Linked DNA regions of Bactrocera dorsalis: region 1 is linked to region 2. Evidence: chromatin contacts called from public Hi-C data. All regions are on one chromosome and are shown on one strand. Each heading gives the region's core, a stretch centred on a gene start, on an enhancer-like site or on the middle of the called end of the contact. The rest is flanking DNA. Distances are from core to core; before and after follow the strand shown.

What was found. A called contact is a pair of places that touch in the nucleus more often than the background predicts.
Region 1: a Hi-C map of whole body shows a contact between it and region 2, with 9 times the contacts expected there. The contact joins the enhancer-like site here to the promoter of LOC105233616 in region 2. A contact is called at or near these places in 2 of 2 Hi-C or Micro-C datasets (both in whole body).

What each region holds. Positions count from the first base shown.
Region 1 is chr4:67,763,770-67,769,001 of ASM2337382v1, reverse strand. No RefSeq gene overlaps it. Among protein-coding and RNA genes, the nearest start is that of LOC105233616, 68 kb to the right of the region's middle. Within about 2 kb of position 2,236, the one cell type or tissue checked has open chromatin away from gene starts, as enhancers often do.
Region 2 is chr4:67,694,384-67,700,028 of ASM2337382v1, reverse strand. LOC105233616 (transcriptional regulator ovo) reads left to right here and starts at 1,601. Exons shown (of 4, transcript XM_049454395.1): 1 at 1,601-2,694. The coding sequence starts at 2,082.

The DNA of each region.
Region 1 (5,232 bases), core at 987-3,486, 68 kb before region 2:
GTCGCACTCGCGACTTTGCTCCCACGTTACTCTTGACCGTCATAACTTTGAAGTTGTAGATAATTTCGCCTATTTTGTCTAACAGTAATGTCAGCCTCGAAATCCAACGCAGAATAACTCATGCCAACAAGTACTACTTCGGACTGAATAGACAATTGTAAAGACCTCTCACGAAGAACAAAACAATAATTCACTCATTGTTCCCGTCCTGCTATATGGTGCAGAGGCATGTACGATGACAACATCTGATGAGTAGACGTTATGAGTTTTCTAGAGAAAGATTCTGCGCAAAATTTATGGTTCTTTGCGCATTGGCAGCGGCGTATATCGCATTCGATGGAACGATGGGCTGTACTACAGCTCTGAAAATATTCAAAGAAAGAGAAGACCTCCACTCCGTTGTAGAATTCCGCTGGAAATGGACGTGGCTGCACTTGGAATCTCAAATTGACGCCAAATTGTGAAAAGAATAATCGACTGGCGCGCTATTTCTAGCTCGCTAGCGCGGGATAAAGCAATCACGAAATTTTTCCATCAATAAATAGATTGTTTTGGTAGATGTAAGGCATGTGGCGCCGGCCCATATTGGCACAGAAGGTTTTCCACATTAACAGCCTTCCATTTAGGCACAAAAAAGTCGTTAGTCACGGCTCTATATGGACTCCCATTGACTGCCATTTTGAAAAAATGTGGGGCGTGACCTTATGAGGATTTAATGGCGTTTCAACGATAGCTTGTGGATGATTATTAGCACTCCAAGTTCCACAATTTTTTTGATTAACGTATCCATTCAACCAAAAGTGAGCTTCATCGTTGAACAAAATCTTCTTGTGAAAATTGTCACCTCTTTTTGAACCCATTCAGTAACTAAGTAAGTAAGTAGATTAAGTCTGTTACCTATGAAGTGGAAAACCAAAATGAGTATTAATAAAGTAGTACTTGCCGAAAAAACCATTGTCACACTGAGTACTACAAGTCTAAAAGAACAGCCTGAACGATGAATGAAATGTTCTCACAAGCTGTAAATAGCATTATAATCAACCTTTGATAATTGATTGAACATAGCGCACGGTAGAGAGAAGATTCACAGGACTTTAATAGAAAGGCTTTAGGAAAGCAATTATTCTGACACTTGTTCTGAACCACTTAATTCTTGATCAATATTCTAAGCATGGATACCTGAGTTAATATCCATTTGCTTTCATTCATTCAGACTGTTTATTTATTTAGTATAAAAATATTTTGTTAAAAATATGTAACTTCAACCAAAAATGCAAATAACATCCCTTTATCGTTGCAATCCACATTAAGTGCCTTCAAAGGCGACTCCTTACTTTGAGGTTTCCAAATCTCATGCCATCAGCGGCTTACAATTCAAAACCATTATTAAGCATTTTTCGCAATTAAAATTTGTATAACAAATATTTAACAACTTCATTAATCAGTTGGCGGCCGAAAAAAAATATTTCTTTGTTTGTGGCAAGAGATAAACACTACACCAGAACAATAACAGTAAAGCAGCAATCATAATTGATCACCATAAAGTGTGGAATGTGACTCAGATTTGGTGACCAATGCGAAAAACACACCCACAAAAGAATGTCGGAGCCGAAAACTGACTGTAATTTTATTTATCGCATACACCCAAGCCACAAACAACAACACAAAAACAATAAAGTGCTGAATGACAACAAGAAAAAAACAGAGGAAGAAGAAGAAGAATAAGAAGAAGCAGGCGCATGCGTAGTTTAAGGGCAATGAGCGAAGGAGCAAGGCGCAGAAGTTGAGAATTCAACAAAAACAATACTAGCAACAACAAGCATTAATAAAATTTGCATGTACAATATGAATTTCGGCAGCCGAAAAATGACAAAAAGACGCTTTCTTCTGGCAGTCGGCGACAAAGAACAACACGTACGAGCGCGAATTGCTCGCTAGAGTGCGGAGAAAGAACGCTCTTCACCTTCGCCTTGGCTGAAAACAGTTAGCGGTGAACACCACCCACTCACGCGCCGCCACCGCCGACGCTCACAAGAGCGAAGAGCCCTGCTCACTACAAATACACACACATCCAAGCACACATATACACATGCAGGCATTTACGTAATAAGTGATCACTTTTGACGGCGGCGAGCGAGTGTAAATTTTTATGGCCAACAAAGTGAGCAAACACACTTGAAGTACAAATGTCTGTATGTAAATAGCGGCAATCGAGCGCTTTTTATAGCCACACAGCCGCACACACAGGCAAGTGTACTTATGTATTTGGCCGTGTCTGTCTGCTTGTGCGTCGTCTGTGTACATTACGGTAAATAAATAAAAGTGATCAATTCATTTTCGTTTACGCCGCCACAGACACGTACTACTGCTGTCATAATATACACATTGTTGTTGTTGTTTTTGTTGTTATTTTCTACTGTTATACCTTCTGTGGACTTGTTTTCCTGTTCTTGTTCATATTATTGCCATTTAACTGGGTATTTCGCGAATTTACAAAACATGTGCACGCAGACGCCATAAAAAAGTGAAGTAATTTAAAATAACAACAGCAACAACAATGCACAAATACGCGTTGAACAGCCCACGGCGCTTATGAAATGGTTTTTGGTAATTTTTTTTTTCTCCTTGGTCCGAGAAGGTAGAAGGTGCGTGGTAGGAGGGCGTGTAGTGGTATATGTGCGTATGAGGTGATGGGAGAGCAATTTGTGAGTGCATATTTACATATGGAGATGGTACATATAGCGTTGTGTTTGTATTTGTGCGCCAATTAATTTCTTATTCATTCTTTAGTGTTATTTCTTCAAGTGCTTTTATTTGTAAGGAGCTTATTTATTTCAATTAGCTGTGGAAGGTAGGAAAGGTACTTCAAAGCAATAATTTCTATAGAAATTTCATATCTCAATATTCTTTTTGTGTGTCCAGCAAAAGTGGCCTATCCTTTAATGACAGACAAGCACAGGGTGGCTGTTAAATATATAGTATATATATATAAAGTGCATTCGGAGATTTTTTCGTTGGGTGAAATTATTTAACAAAGAAGTTTCACTAAATTTTGTGTGAGGAATAAAATGTCTGGTGCAGAAACATTCAGAATGTTGGAAGAGGCCTTCGGTTTTGATTGGTAAAAATTATTTAAAGAGGGCCGAGAACGCGTTGATGGTGAACCACTTTCAGGACGGTCAACATCAACTGACACCCAACGGTGCGTAAAAGTGTTAAGAATGGAGCCAGCGCTTTGGTTTTTTTTTTCACAAGGTATACCTTAGCTCAAATACCGTATTTTTGTAAAGTTTTATTCCGCTATCATCATTGGTTCCTAATGTATATATTATACAGAGAAGGCATCAGGTGGAATTCAAAATAGCGTTATATTGGAAGAAGGCGTGGTTGTAAACCGAAATCGGTCGAGTAGTTCCTGAGATATGGTTTTTGGTCCATAAGTGGGCGACGCCACGCCCATTTTCAATTTTTAAAAAAAGCCTGGGTGCAGCTTCCTGCCGCCATTTGTGTTTCTGGCGTTTTTGTTAGCCGGTTAACGCACTTTTAGTGATTATCAACATAACCTTTGTATGGGAGGTGGGCGTGGTTATTATGCGATTTCTTCCATTTTTGAACTGCATATGAAAATGTCTGAAAGAAACGACCCTGTAGAGTTTGGTTGACATAGCTATAGTAGTTTCCGAGATATGTACAAAAAACTTAGTGGAGGGCGGGGCCACAAACTATGAAACTGAAATCCAATATCAAGTAGACTACATATGACCAACAGAATTCGTTATATTCATGGACGCGTCAAGAGTAAAGTTATCCTCTTTTTGATAATAAAATTTAACAATTAATTAATGAACTGAGAAAAATATTTGATATGTTGAGCGAAGGAAGGAGGCCACTTAAAATACCTGAAAATTATATTCGAAAATGTTTCATCAAATCATACCAACTAATGTTATTCAAAAATTTTAACTTCAGCGACTTCAAAATATGTACTTTTATTCGTTTTTCACAGTGGCAGTGTTTACTGACTCACCACGATGTAAAGAGAACAAAGCAACCAAAATAAAAGAGAGCAAAAGTTAAGTAAACAACTTCAGCATTAAAATATATTTTTATTTATTTTTTAGGTTGCGTACAGAACTGAGCTGACATTTATGTTTTTGCTTTTCGTTTCATTAAATACTGTTTTGAATTTTGATTTTTTGTGTTATTTTGACTGCTTCCCCTAAAATGGCATGCGTCCCCATTTCCTTTATAAGTATGTGCACGGGGGCTCATATATTACATATTTGTATATATACTTACATTTGTAATGTTAATGAAATAAATTCTAAGCGGAAGGTTCGCTCTCATAACTAAATAACTGTATGTAGGTGTTGAATAATAAACAAATTACATATCATATATATATATATATATATATGTATATTAGGGTGTTTTTTTTTTTTTTTTTGAACTATTAATTTTTTTTAGTCCCGTCACGAAAATTTTAGCCCTTAATATTAAAATTAAGAACTGGACCAAGGACTGGAAAATTTTTCCATAAAAAATACACTACAATCGTGAGTTTTTATCTTTAAATTCCTACAGATCAGAGGTATTTTACGGCATCGCTTTGACTTTAGAGGCATATTTCTCAGAATTGTTCACTCTACAAAAGTGGCCAGCACAACAAAGTCGTAACTCACACCGGCGAGGTAGTATGGAGCTCTAACTCCAATTTTTCCAAGAACTTCGCATTTTTTTGTATATACATATCTCTTAAAAGACAGGAGCTATAGAAAAAATGTTCATGGCAAATTTGTAGGAAATTTTATTTGCTATGAAAAGTTCCGAAGTCAAAGTCGCTATCATTAATACTTCTCAAGATATTCAGCTTTTTAAGTAATGTAAAGTAATAATGGTTTTTAGAATTTTAACTTCAATTTCAGTCATCAAAAATACTTTTCGGCTGAATTTGCAATAAATACCTGTATATGAACTTTGCCACTTTCGACGTCCTACTCATAAACCTAAATCTTGTCACATGTAAAAACCAGGTTGATGAATGTAGGATTGGATCCTCAGCTATGTGCTCAAGCATTCCTTCTGTAACCTTTACCCGACGCCGTTTTGGAAAAAAATTCAGGGGTTCCGGCACGAGTCTGACGCGCTTGAAATCCAAAATGTTGAACAAAATGGTTCAGTCGATAAGAGATGTTGCGGTCCTTTACTAACTCTCAGAGGCAAATTTTCAAT
Region 2 (5,645 bases), core at 352-2,851:
CTACACACACAATGAATGAGAGAGCGCCAGTTGGGAAAATCTCCAATAAGCGGCTAACAGGTGAGACAGCGCGAAATGAGCGAGTATGCGTGCCGAGACGCTACAACAGCAACACACAGCGACAATCAGAAGAAACAGTAAAGACAGGTAAAATGCTAAAACCGTTAAACACAAACACACACGCATAGACAACAACACATACAAACAAATACAAAGAGCGCGACAGCAGAGAGCAGCACACAAGGAGGCCGCAGCAAGCAAACAACCCCAAGCACTTGCAAGCGGGAAGTTGTGGGCTTACCTGAGCCAAGATCACCTGCACTCAGCACCAATACACGCACAGGCGCTGCTGCTGCTGCTGCTGCGTCAACCCACTTGGGCACGCAAACGAGGCTTGGCAGAGAGCGCTTGGTTTGGCTTAGAACGCTGATCGGCCGAATGTCGCGCTCAGTTCTAACCGCATACGCTGCTCGTACGTTACACTGCGGCTTACGGTGTTTTTCTGCATTTACAACAACGACAACAACATAGCATAAAAATATATTAGTGACAAAAGTAAGAACTTCTAACAACGGCACACACACGCACATACGCACAACCGCTTAGTTCTTATAATAAAATAAGTGTTCGTTGAAAAGACGAAGTAACGACGACGGTCGCCAACGATCGAGCGGCCGTGTAAAAGTGCCGATGCGCCACCGTTGCCCGACATTGTCGGCGTTGAGCTACACTTTCTACACACTTGCGCCTAAACTCACACACCTGTGTGTCTACGAGTGAGTGTGAGTGTGTGTGGGTATTGGATGAACCGCTGCTGCTGATTGACGGCGTCGACAGCGTCGACAGCGTCCGCACAACGGGCCGACTTTGGACTAACTGCTTGTGCGCGAGTACCGCTGGAATACAGTAAGAGACGATCCAGCGTTGAGGATACACGCGTGTAGCGCTTCCAAATCGCGTTCGTCGCTTTGCAATAATCAAACTAACAGTGCATCATCATCACTTGATCTTGTTCTTGAAGTTCTAAGTTGAAAAGCAAACACATACATACATACACACATATAAGTGCCTATACATTTGTGTAGCATTGAAATTTCCTACTGCCAGAAAACAACGCAAGGAAACAGAAACAAGCGCAAGGCATTAAGCAAAAGGCTGAAAATCGGAAAATAGTCCAAGTGAAGTGAATATTTGTGAGAAGTGAAAAATATGAAATTTTTATAAGAAAATAAAGGATTATTAGCCGCGAGCTTAGCAAAGAAAGAAGTATAAAATAAATTGAAAAAAATTTTCAAACAGTTTTTGATAAAAAAAATTATTAAAATATAATTTAAAAAATATTGAAAAACAGAAATACTAATAAAAAAACAAAAGAATTTAAAAAAGTGAACAAATATTAATTAAATAAACGAATATCGAATTTATATTCGTCCTCAAAACGGAAAACTGCCCGAACAGTAAATCTAACACTAGAACTGTGTTCAAAAAATATTGAAAAAAAATTTAAAAAACTGAAATACAATAAAAGTGTGTTCATAAATTTCGGTGAAAAAAAAATAATTTAAAACAAAAAAAAATTTATTTAAAAAAATTTAAGAAAAAAAAATTGAGAAAAAAAATTTGAAGAAGAAATTTTGAGAAAAAAATTTTCCACAAAAAAATAAATTTTGAATCCAAAAACAAAATTTTGTGTTAAAAATAATTTTTTAAAAAATAAAAAATTTCAAAACACAAATTTTTTCAAAAAATAAAAAAAATTCAAAAACGAATACTTTGTGCAGTGTACGAAATGGCGCACACGCGCAGTCAACAAAAAGTTAAATTTTGCAAAAATTACACATAAGTAAACGCATTGAAAAATTCCAAAAATTTTCAAAAAGAATTTTCCAACACAAACAACAGCTGTGCACGCCAATATAGCGGCACTTGCAGCTCCAGCAAAAACACACAGCGTGGATTAGTGTTTTGCTGGCAGTGACTATGACTACAACATACCAAACCCAGTGAAAAGAGAAAGAAAGTTAAAGCTAATAAAAAAAACTTAAACTTTTTGCCCAAAACGAACACACACAACCGTTAAAATGCCGAAAATTTTTCTCATCAAGAATCGGCTGCACCAGCAGCAACAACGCCTGCTGGAATCACAGAATCTGTTGCAGGACAAAAACGAAGATGATCGCCTCGTGCCACCGTTGAGTCCTTCACCACCGGTGGGCAACGGCAAGCCGAACACATCGTCCATTGCCACACGTTCATACACGCCGCCAGCACGGCACCAACTCGGTCTACATGGTAGCTATAGAGCGCACACAACGCCCTCGCCGCCAGCACTCGTACCGGCACCGGTGCAGCCGCCCAAGACGCCCGAGCCGCTGGGCAAAGCTGAGGTAGCCACTGCCTTGCTGGTGGACAAGCGCAGCACATCGCCCACAACAGCAACGGCAACAACAGTGTCGGCAGTTATTGAGGATACGCAGACAGCCAATGTGACAAGTGAGGAACCAGTGAATCTCCTGGTGAAGCCGACCACAACAACAACAGAAACAGCAGAAACAACTGCGCCAAATACACCACCGCTTTCGCGCAAGCGCTTCCATCATCGCCGTTACTATTTCGGCCAACAACAATTACAACTACAACAACAGCAGGAGAAGAAATTACATAATGTTGATAAAGATGCTGACGCTGCTGAAGGTAAGTCGCAGATTTTTACTCGATTTTTTTGTTTCTTTGTTCTGTGAAGTGTTGTTGTAGGTTGGATATATAGATTATATAGATTCGAAAAGAAGATAAATTTAATTTTTTTTATTAGGCTTCTTTTTTTATGCGTATGTGCTGCTCTGGGCTTAAACAGACACATTTGCCATGGTTTTATAGGCGGGACACAAAAGACTTAAGCAACGAACTTCGCTGCAAATAAAGTGGAAAATTAATTAATTTTAATAAATTCAAAAAAGAATTCCCAAAAATAATAAAAACAGTGAACATTTTTTTGAATTCAATATTCAAATGTTTTAAAAACATATAAAGAAAAAAGTAGTCCATGCAAGTTCGTGTCTTAAGTCTTTTGTGTTATTTTTTTCTTAAGAAAAATTTTAGTTCCCTAAAAATATGGCTTTCAGAGAATCAAAGTTATATTTTTTGATAAAAAAAACTGTAATTAGTTCCCTGACTAAGGTGATGAGTTCTCTTTCCCAAATAAAATTAATGGAAATACGACAACCAATAGAATCAAAACATATTTTTTGAGGAAGAAACATTAAAAAAATAATCATTTTCCGCAAGAATATGAGTTCAAAAGTAAATAAGCATATTTTAGAAAATATACAAAATTGTATTTCATATTTTAAGCAAAATTTTTATTGACCCTTAAAGCCACTTATGCTATCATTCTTATCCATTATTGCTAAAAGAAACAAATATTTAGTGTTTAATGGAGCTCAAAATTATTTAACAAATCTAAAAATTAATATTTGCAGTTTTAAGTCAAATCTGAAAAATTTTAAAAACACCAAAATTTAATTTTTCCCAATAAATAATTTTTTTTAATGCTAAATGCGCTTCCAGTCGCGCTAGCCTGCTCACTGCATATATACTTCCAATTCCTGCTCTACAACAAACATATATGTATTATTCTAAAAATATTTTTATTTATTTTCTGAATATTTGCATAAAAAATTGAAAGCATATTCAACTGCGTGTCACTCTCGTTTTGACGCAAATATACCGTTTATTTTTATTTATTCATCAAAAGTTTATATAAGGAGTTGCTTAATACTATGTGTCTAAACAAGTTCGCTGCTTAAGTCTTTTGTACAAAAATAGATTTTCGACTATTTTTGAGAGCAATGCTATAAACACGTTGTTAGAACACAATTATCTATGCAAAAACACGAAAAATAGCAAATAAAAACAACATAAATATAAATAAAGAACAAATTGCTACAAATGAGCGAAACAAAAAATTAAAAAGTAATTAAAAAATATTTTCAACGAATAAAAATGCTGAAAGTCATTGACGCACAGGGAATTTATCGAATTAGAAATGAGAGCTAGATATCTGCAGGTTTAAAAAAAATAGCAAATTTCCATGCAAAATACTTTTTTCGAAATAATTAAGCCATATTTGCTTAATTAAAATATTTTTAATGAAAAAAATTTCTTAAAATTTATTAAAATTAACGTAATTAAAAAAGTATATTTATATAACCATAAAAAAGAATTTGAAACTTTTTTTGATTACAAGAAAAAATTGGAATTAAAATTAATTTTTTAAGTAAAATTAATTTTTTAAATTACATAATAATTTAGTTAAAAAATGATATTAATTTTAATTTAAGTATATTTTTATAATTAAAACACAGGAAAAAATTAAAAAAAAAATATTTAAAAAATTATTAAAATTAAAATTAATTAAAAAATATATATTTTTGTTCACAATTATTATTTTTCAATATTTTTTGCACATAAGACATTATTTCAATTAATGTAAATTTTTTAAGTAAGAATAAGTTTTTAAGTTAAACAATAATTTAATTTAAAAAAATTTTTGATTTAAATTTAAAGATAGTTTTATAATTGCAAACCAAAAAAATAATTAAAAAAATTACTTAAAAAAATTATTAAAATCAACTTAATTAAAAAATATGTGTACATATTTTTTTACATAAAAAGTTATTTTAAAATATTGTTTTTGTGTAAGAAAATATTTTAATTAAAGTAAATTTTTTAAGTACGACTAATTATTTAAGTTGAATAATAATTTAATTAAAAAATAATTACAATTTTAAATAAAATATTTTCTAAATAATATTTTTAATTTAAAATATTTTTCTAAATTATAACAAATTTTTTCAATTCTTCTTAATTAACTTAAAAAATTAATCTTAATTAAAATAGTAATTTGTATTAAAATAATTTTTTAAGTGCAAAACATAACAATTTTCATTTAAGATATTTTTTAAATAGTATTAATTTTTTTTTATTTTTTCTTTGACTTTAGAAATTAGTCTTAATTAAAATACTAATTTCTGTTAAAAATTTAAAAAAATTTAAAGTTTTTTAAGTGCAAAACATTATAATTTGCATTTAAAATATTTTTTTAATATTAATTTTTTTTAATTTTACTTTAATTTTATAAATTAGTCTTAATTAAATTAAATGTTTTGAATTAAAATATTTTTTTAAGCACATAACATTTTCTTGGAAAAGCAGTATTTAAAAAAAAACTTATTTTGCGACTTTTGTACAAATATTTTCCACCCTTTTTAGCCTTCCTTTTCAAGCTTCCCTAATTACATACAATAAATATTTAATTGACCATCACTTTGTTGTGTATGCATTGAAGCATTATTTTCAATTTTATTATTTATTTAATAATTTCGCTCATTTACTGATTTAATTAAGTCATCGCCGCACTGCACATGTGTATATCGCTGTCTGTCCGATTGCCAACTGGCGATAAAAATCATCTAAACTAATTAATAGCAAACAACAATTGGTCTACACCCATTTTGTTAAAATAACAATAACAACAAAACAAAATTATTATTTGTAACACACATATCTATCTATCTATCTATATCTATATCTATATAAAGCTGAGTACTAAGCGCTGGCCGACAAATGAGCCGCGCTTACTCGCG